3 separate regions of the Sus scrofa genome follow, and regions 1 and 2 are each linked to region 3. A link is a contact called in public Hi-C and promoter capture Hi-C data. All regions are on one chromosome and are shown on one strand. The core of a region is the stretch at or near the end of the contact, and the rest is flanking DNA. Distances in the headings are between cores, read along the strand shown. Region 1 has its middle 340 kb from the start of MMADHC. Region 2 has its middle 310 kb from the start of RND3. Region 3 holds the start of RND3 (Rho family GTPase 3).

Region 1 (2,866 bases), core at 34-2,533, 440 kb before region 3:
GCTCAAATGGTAGCTTCTCCAGGGGCCTTCCTTGACTACCTTTTTTGACACTGTATCCTTCTGGCATCCCCTGTTCCTCATCCCTGGATTATTACCTCCCCAGCTCTTTGTGTCTTCTAATATTAAATATAATTATATTATATTTAATAATAATTTCTTTTTAAGCATCTGTCCCTCCCCACTATTGAAGGCTCCAGGGATGTTTGGCTTCTGTGTTCAGTGCTGCCTCTCCAACACCAAGCACATTGCCTGATGCAGAGCAGGCCCTTCATAAATATTTGCTAAATGAATGTTCTAATCGACAAGCATTGATTCTTCTGAACCGTAGGGTTTTCTTACTGGGGAGAAACTTGAACATAAATAAGAGTCACTACATAAAACATAAGCAACAGATTTTAGGTCTTAGACCAGACAGACTTGGATTTGTATTATATTATGACCTAAGCACAGCAACCAGTCTCTCTTTCCTCTTGTGTAAAATAAGGTTAATAACCCTTACTTTACAGGTTACTATTAGGATTAACAAGATAACAAATGCGCTGTCAACAGTGGTCTGCTTCAAATTCAAAAATAGAGGTTATGTTACAATTAATATTGATAATGAATCTGGCTAAGAATTATTTGTTGATATTATTTTGGTTCCTCCCAAACTATCCTATATGTTGGTTTGAAGTTCTGAGTGTCAATCATACGGAAGGCTCCTTGTAGCATCCAGCCAGGAAGTGCTATGTAGTGATCACCGTGATAAAGACATTAGACAGAGGATCCGTGAGTGGGGCCTGTCTCCTGTGCATGTTTGTACAGTTCACAAGGTGAGGTGCTGGAAAACCTTACAATTTTCTATCAGTTGTGATCTGCCATTTAATTACTCTGCCTCTTACCCTCTCTGTGCTGAGTAAGAATGGCTTTCCCTCTCAGACCTGGATGACTGTAGATCCATCAGCCAGATGAAAGCTCTCTTCCTGCAAGCAAGCACGCAGTTCATAGCACCGTCTGGAGTGGAAGTCACTCGAGCTGCCCAATCTTTGGACTTCAGAGAAACTGTTTGGTTTCCAAGTCTAGCTTGACTACTGTGAACAAATACTGGCTTATTATCAAGAACATCCTTAGTTAGGCAAATACGTAACAATAGCAGTAGGAATTTTAAAAATATGTTTGGCAGTTTTTAAAAAAGAAAAAAGACCCTACTTTGGAAACAAAATCAGTTTCACTGGTCTTGCATTACTTAGGCAGCCCGGGACACTGGAACTGAAATTGCCTTTCCACAAAATTGGCTCTGGCATCTGGCAGTCAAATTTGAAATGTTTCGGGCAATACAGCTGCTTTGGAATCTCTCCCACATACCAATACATCTCTTGATCTTGAGAAAACATTTCCCGATATTCAGGAACTTTTCCATTGTTTCTTGCAATGTCCCCAAAGGATATGCAAGGCTTTCCTAGACCTCTCGACGCCCACAGAACCTTCCCATACTAAGTGCTGGCTGGTCAGAAGGAATCTCCATTCATTGGAGACCAAGATTTGAACACTCGTTCATAGACTTTTTGATTTTCTAAAATTCTGAGATGAAGAAAGGGCCTGAGAATTTGGCTGAGTTTGAGTGAAAGTGTGCATGGAGTTCTCTTCCGCTCTGTTGTCATAGCAATGTCATCAACATAGCATTGTCCCTAATACATTTTGAGCGAGGAGCTAGCTGCTACTGAAAGAGTTAAATTTTATGTGAATCCAAAGTAGTTTTGGGTTACCAAAGGTATGTTATGGTACCTACCTTTCTTCTGTCAGCCAACTTATTCTTTTTATAGCTCATACAGAACTATCAGACTTGCCAGCTCTAAACAAGTCATTTTCCCCATGGTATGTCCTTGAACCTTAATTCTCTGACATGGCCCAGGAAAAAGAAGATTTGCTAAGGCCAAGTGACTAGGAATTCTGTATCATATTACCTGTTTTTATAAACTTACCATCTATATTAGCACATTGAATGACCTGAAAAAGGCTGCCAAAAAGAAATCTGTTTCACTTGGTTTATTCCAGTATTTACCAAATTTTTTGGACCACAACTTTCTTTTTCTTTTGTTAGATCTGGTAACATTCTGCATATCTAGCAAGTACTATAGGAAACTCAGCTTGAGTGACACTGTTCTAAATACAAATAATGTAATTAAATGTTGTTGAGAGGTCAGAGTTCTCAAAACTGCAGCCTTTGGATTTTTTGCTAACCCCCAAATGGATTGAAGGGGTCTGTAAACCTTTTCTGTAAAGGGTCATGCAGCAACTATTTTAGATTTTGTGTACATTTAGCCTGTCAAAATGTTCAACTCTGGTTGAATGTGAACTTAGCCACAGGTAATTTATAAACGAATAGGCATAGCTGAATTCCAATAAAATTTTATTTACGAAAACAGGTAGCAACCACAGTCTGGGCCAGTTTGGGCTGCAGTTTGCAAACCCCTATATTAGAATGGGGCTGTCAACTCTCATTCACAATTCAATTATCTGATACATTGAGAATACATGTTAAGATGATTTAAAAAAAAAGTTTATGGTGATTTTTTCTCCACCTAAGTTTGGTCTACTTGAACTTTCAGGGGACTGGAAATGATCTTAGTTCATTCAGATTAGTATCTAAAATTCTTCTCAGGGTCCAGACAAAGTAAAGAACATGTCTGTTCTTTGAAACTATGAGAACAAGGTGTTAGGTAGTTGCCCTGCTGCTTTGATATTTTGCTTTAATTCTCTTCAGATGGCTACTCAGCAATTTCCTGGTTAAAAGGGAGGAGATTTGCCAGTAGGACTCCAAACTTCCTTTGGAGCTTAAGTGAAACAGGGAGGTGTTTAGGAAAGGAAATCTGCAATAAGTGCCAGA
Region 2 (2,970 bases), core at 235-2,734, 310 kb before region 3:
CAATGGAGAATAGTCACAAAGAATCTTTAAGTAAAAACTCTTTCTGATTATATATTTTCACTTACGGAAAAGATTTCCAGTAGGAACATGTTTTAATAAGTGGCAAGGACCAGATTCTCTCTAGTATTATACCATTCCCCCTAAATTAAGGGGTTGAGCACGAATTAATCTAATAACTCATGTTTCTTGGATATCTACTATTTGTCCAACATAGAATGGGGTGGAGGGGGAGAAAGAAAGAGAGAGAACTTCTGTTCATTGTCTAATGTCTGTAAAAGACAATAAGGCAATTCGTAAAAAGTCTACACTGAACCCTGATGGTGAAAGTGCTGACTAAAGGAAAGGCTGAAACAGCGTGAACCTGGGGGCAGTTTGGCAATGCAAATACGGTGAGGTTGGTCAGAAAATGGCAACACGAGAGCGGCTGTTTTCACTGAGAAAATGCGGCTTGAGCAGAGCTTCAAAGGATAGGACTAGAGAGGGCCACTCGACGATTTGACTTGAAGTTTCAGAACAGTTGTCTCTCTGTATCACTTCCAACCAGGAGCAGTGCTGAAACACCAAATTTTTATCAAGGTTCTTGGCTGTTGGAGGGGTTACCATTATGGAGCAGGGAGGAGGTTGGAGCTTCTGGTTCCATATACCTCATAAAATACCTTAACTCTCCTCCTCTCTGCCCAGGAGCCATAGACTCCTTTCTTCTGCCTCTGGGTTCATGAATGTCACTTGTAGGAGAGATGTACCCTCCCCTAAGCCTCCTAAACTTGAATGGCATTGGGTCGAAGCGCTAAATCAGGGCGAAGAGTTGAAGTCAATCGGAGAGAAGGGACTCACAACATACAAGAAAACCAAGTCTCAAAAATGATCATAATTAATGTGGATGTGGGAGTTCCAGAATTCTCTCTCCCCACTCAGTCCTCTATGGAGGTCTCTGTCGCTTTGCTTTGGAATTCTGTGGAAAACCACTAGCACAGGCTTATGCCCAGTCAATTGTGTTTTCTCTCCTTTATCTGAGTAGTCGAGGCTTGTGGTCAAGACAGATAGTGTGAAGGTGCAGTGTCTGAGCAGTTACATGCAGTAGCCACTGCAGTAGCCCCCAGCTCCTCCAGGCACATGCCAGCCTTCCCATGGTATGAGGTGTTTGAAAATATTCAGTGAAAGAATGAAAGAATGCAATGTTAAGACTAGAGTGCTTCCCACATGCAGATATTAGGGGGGAAACCAAATAAAAACATTTGTGGCCTGAATGGTTATCTCAGGCCCAAGACAAACACTTCACTCTGGTGGTTCAAAGGTTATCTCTTTATACCCCTTTTATGTATTAGGGCTTTGAATGAGCCGCTGAGAAGCAGCAGCAACAGATGCTGTTCCCATAAGGTTTCTGGAATCTACTTGGCCCCCGTCCACCTCAGCAGTAGGCATTTGGACAATGTCTCAGAACAGCAAGCCTGGCACTGAAACTGCTACAGTGCTCGTTGCTGTGCACCCAGGTCTGTGTCCCCAGGCCAGCTAGGAGCTCTTTCTCACACATCCTCGGAGTTTCTCAGTCTGCCCCCTGGGAGGGAGGACATTTGTGAACGATGAGGAAGACAGAGGCTTTGCACTGGGCCTCTCACCACTCACAGTGAAAAGTGGGCACTGAGCCCTGCACCCCAAAGTGTCCTGAGGAATAGGAGCTTTCTTTTTATCGCCCCCTGTGAAAAATGTGGCAGGCCCATAGATGAGACAAAGGAAACCAAAAGAATTAGCCAATATGCTGCCAGGGCCTTAAACGCTACAAAACGGACATGGTGGACCTCGTCCCAAAGGTGACAGGAGCAGGCGGTGGTTATTTCAGCTACACTGACATCCTGAGTCCTATGACCTCTGCTCAGCCAGCCCATACTCTGCAGAGAACAGAACTGAGAAATGGGAAATTTGTCCTCAAAGTCTTCTGATGTGATTACATATAAAACTTCAAACAGATTGTATTTTATTAAACAGGTTTATTTTTAATTTATTTCATTTTATTAAAAATTAACATTATTATTTCACTCAAGTTTTTTAATTAAGATTTTTATTCTATGAAAAATAAGGTTTTGGAGTTTTCTGATGGCTCAGGGGGTTAAGGATCCAGGACTGTCACTGCTGTAGCATGGGTTTGATCCCCGGCCTGGGAACCTCCACATGCCATAGGCATGATCGAAATAATAATAATAATAATAATAATAATAATAATAATATGGTCTTCAGTTTGACATCTAGACAGCAGCCAGGAAAGTAGATGCTTAATTGTTGGGCCAATAGCAGGATGATTCAAGTGCTCAAAATGCAAGCTAAGTCCGGGCAGCTACCAGGCATGGTCCTGTCTCTCCTCTCCCTATTTCTTGGCTCCTAGTTTATGAGGTGAGGCCAGAAAGAACCTCTTTATTCACTCTAGGCATAGGGATTTAGTTGGCTAATAAGTGCTTGGCTCCTGCATGGGGTGTAGGGCACACCCAGTTTAGAAATGGAATGAGGAAGCCCAGGCTTGCTTAGTCCTGTAATGCTTTCCAGGCTGCCAGGAGAGCCCTGCCCTGCCCTGCTCTCCTGATCTGAAAGGCAGGAGGTGATCCTGCCCAGTTTCTAGGAGGTGAGCCAGGCTGTGGAACAGCACAATGTCAAGACCATGTTTGCCTGGTTTACTCAACTTCTTTTCTTTTCTTTTTTTTTAATACAATGATTTTTATTTTTTCCATTGTAGCTGGTTTACAGTGTTCTGTCAATTTTCTACTATACAGCAAGGTGACCCTGTTACACATACATGTATACATTCCTTTTTCTCACATTATCATGCTCCATCATAAGTAGGTTTACCCAACTTTGGAAGGAGAAAGCTGGTGTCACCACCGCTTTAGGGAAGGATATGTGTTCATCTACTGCCTTGTAGGAAAAAAATCTAGGAAAGAATTTAAAAAACGATTTCAGGAAAAAATACAAAAGTCACTGCAG
Region 3 (2,700 bases), core at 32-2,531:
CGCGCCGCCAGCGCATTCCTGGCAGTAGGCGTCACGAGCGCCGCGGCTGCGTGCGCTCCCTTTACTTTCTTCTCCCCCCCGCCCCCAAACGCGGGATCCGCACGTAACTGCGTCGCTTCGGGGATTTTCTCCCACCTTCCACCACCCCTGCCTTGCTCTCCGCCTCCCCGACAAGCTGCAGGTCCTGGAGTGGCACTCATCCAGTTGGTTCCAAGGCGGCGCACGCATCCCTCCGCCCCCAACATTTGCCGGGAGGCGACCCGGACACAGCTCGGCCCCCCAGCCACTCGGCTACAAGGATTTTCCACCACGGGGTCACCCTTCGGGCACACAGCGCTCTTCCCTTCCCACAGCTACCCCCAACCCAATGTCGCCCCCCCCCCCCGCCCACCACTCAGAAGGGACCGCGGGAATCCCTCGCCAAGAAGCAAAGTTAACGGAGGGGAGCAGAGCCAGCGCTGATGGCGCGCTGGCGGATGGTGAGAGCGTGCCAAGCTTGGGGTCCTGAGACCCGCCGCTCACCCCCGAGCGGCTGGAAACCGGCCCGAGCGCCACGCGGTCCAATGACTCTCTTACCCGAAGTGTCCCACAGGCTCAATTCTATTCTTTGTGTGTCGATTTCGAAACTGGCCGTGTAATTCTCAAACACTGTAGGGACGTAATTCTGGACAAAATGGACAGAGGAATGGGGCAAAGAGGTTATTTTAAAATGCACGACACCCACAGAACACCCTCTGAAAATCGCCTCCTCATTCCCCAATTAAAGAAGTAAAACCCCCAAACCCACGACCACCAGACCTCACACTAAACACGCGGACCTTTTCCGAACCCCCCTTAACCCCCTCTCGCCACCCCCCTCCCATCTTCCAAGAGGAGAGGATCTGAATCTCACAACCCCACCTTCTGCACACATGACCGAACAAGTTTCAGAAGCTAACAGCAGAATGTGCAGTCGCATCCCAACCCTTAAACGCTCCCAGACCACTTTCCCTTTCCCGGCAGTCTAACCCAGGGGAAAGTAGTAAAGGGTGAGAAAGGCGGCTGAAAAAAGAAAAACGGGTGAAGTGGGGGAAGCCAGAGGATCCAGAGGCCCTCCTCACTCCTCGAAGCCCGGGCTGGCCCCACACTTACCTCGGGGAAGCAGTCTTTGGCGAAGACGTGCAGCAGCGCGGTTTTCCCACACTGACTATCTCCCACCACTACTATCTTGCATTTCACGTTCTGATTAGGATCCATGATAGATTTACTGGATAATTTCTGGCTGGCTCTTCTCTCCTTCATTGATCTTGCCTTATTTTCTCTTGGAACAGGAATTTTCTCTTAAGAGGAAAAAAATATATATGTTTCTCTATATTATAAAAAGCAGATATAAAAATACATCGCAAGGCTGATGGGAACCCCTGAAGCGCCGCGCAGATGAGAGCTAGAGGAGCAGGCTCGTTACTCTCCTCCAACAAGTTTTCTGCCTGACTCCACACCGCGCTTCCCAAGTCCAATTCCGATCCGACTGCTTTGTTTCACGCTCTCTGCGCGGCTTTATACGCCCGGCCTTCCAATCCTCGTTCTCAATGGGAGAAGGAAACTGATCCGCCTCCTCCCCTTTTATGGAGCCTGGGAGCGAGCGCCGTCTTCTTACTTGCAAAAAAAAAAAAAAAAGAAAAAAGAAAAGAAATGTAGACAGTGCGCCCTCTAGGGTAACCGGGCGGGATCTATTTCCAGACCAAGGCTCTGGGACAACTTGGAGATTGCAAAGACGCTTTGCTGAAGGATGGCACTGTAGGAGTACAGGAGGAGGTGCGAAATTGAATGTGCATTATTGACTTTTATTGGAATTACTTAAAGCCATTTTCATAAGGGCTAATCTACAGAAGCCTCGTGGATATTTATGAAAGCAAAAACATTATTCGCCCAAGTTAAAACATCATTATAAAACATAGGATGCAATCTTAGATGGGGAAGGGTTAAGTGGTTGTATTTTTTTTTTTTTTTTTTTTGTCTTTTTGCTATTTCTTTGGGCCGCTCCCGCGGCATATGGAGGTTCCCAGGCTAGGGGTCCAATCGGAGCTGTAGCTGCCGGCTTACATCAGAGCCACAGCAACTTAGGATCCGAGCTGTGTCTGCAACCTACACCACAGCTCACAGCAACGCCAGATCGTTAACCCACTGAGCAAGGGCAGGGACCGAACCCGCAACCTCATGGTTCTTAGTCGGATTCGTTAACCACTGCGCCACGACGGGAACTCCCAGTGGTTGTATTTTTTTAGGAAATGTTTTGTATCAGGTATATAGGCCATGGAACAATAGTTAAGCCAGGTTATTTCCCACTGGCTTGCTTGGGTCATAGTCAGAGACTGAATTCTGATACCTGTCAGTTTCAGTGACTTAGGATGAGGGGGGAAGGTTTTGAGGAGAGCGGAGAGGAGGTGGGAGAGGAAAAGAAAGAGAAGTGTAAGATGCTCATAACTGAGTAACATGAGACACCAAAATCTCATTCCTACTGCACTAGGGACCCAAACACACAAGGTCATTGTAGCCCCTCTTTCAGTGAGAAGAGGGGGTAAGAAGGATTCTGATCCTGCCTTTCAGCTCCTTTAACTGAAGCCTCCTCTTTTCAGGACTCAAAGCATCTTAGGCTCAACCCAGAAAACACAAATATCCTTAGCTGAAAAATGCAGGTACAACCTTCCACTCCCTTTCCAC

What was found. Promoter capture Hi-C pulls out the DNA fragments that hold promoters and counts their contacts. A called contact is a pair of places that touch in the nucleus more often than the background predicts.
Region 1: a Hi-C map of retroperitoneal adipose tissue shows a contact between it and region 3, with 2.0 times the contacts expected there. The contact joins the enhancer-like site here to the promoter of RND3 in region 3. A contact is called at or near these places in 1 of 5 promoter capture datasets (fetal skeletal muscle), 6 of 47 Hi-C or Micro-C datasets (heart right ventricle, mesenteric adipose tissue, retroperitoneal adipose tissue and 2 more) and 2 of 2 datasets of contacts at active chromatin or transcription factors (alveolar macrophages and skeletal muscle).
Region 2: a promoter capture Hi-C map of fetal skeletal muscle shows a contact between it and region 3, with 5 times the contacts expected there. The contact joins the enhancer-like site here to the promoter of RND3 in region 3. A contact is called at or near these places in 2 of 5 promoter capture datasets (fetal skeletal muscle and liver), 6 of 47 Hi-C or Micro-C datasets (embryonic fibroblasts, fetal heart ventricle, heart right ventricle and 3 more) and 1 of 2 datasets of contacts at active chromatin or transcription factors (skeletal muscle).

What each region holds. Positions count from the first base shown.
Region 1 is chr15:2,153,763-2,156,628 of Sscrofa11.1, reverse strand. No RefSeq gene overlaps it. Among named protein-coding and RNA genes, the nearest start is that of MMADHC, 340 kb to the left of the region's middle. Within about 2 kb of position 1,283, at least 6 of the 83 cell types and tissues checked have an H3K27ac peak or open chromatin away from gene starts, as enhancers often do. A contact at or near this core is called in retroperitoneal adipose tissue, skeletal muscle and subcutaneous adipose tissue, where this site is marked.
Region 2 is chr15:2,019,210-2,022,179 of Sscrofa11.1, reverse strand. No RefSeq gene overlaps it. Among named protein-coding and RNA genes, the nearest start is that of RND3, 310 kb to the right of the region's middle. Within about 2 kb of position 1,484, at least 7 of the 83 cell types and tissues checked have an H3K27ac peak or open chromatin away from gene starts, as enhancers often do. A contact at or near this core is called in fetal skeletal muscle, where this site is marked.
Region 3 is chr15:1,714,170-1,716,869 of Sscrofa11.1, reverse strand. RND3 (Rho family GTPase 3) reads right to left here and starts at 1,281. Exons shown (of 5, transcript NM_214296.1): 1 at 1,132-1,281; 2 at 577-664. The coding sequence starts at 1,281.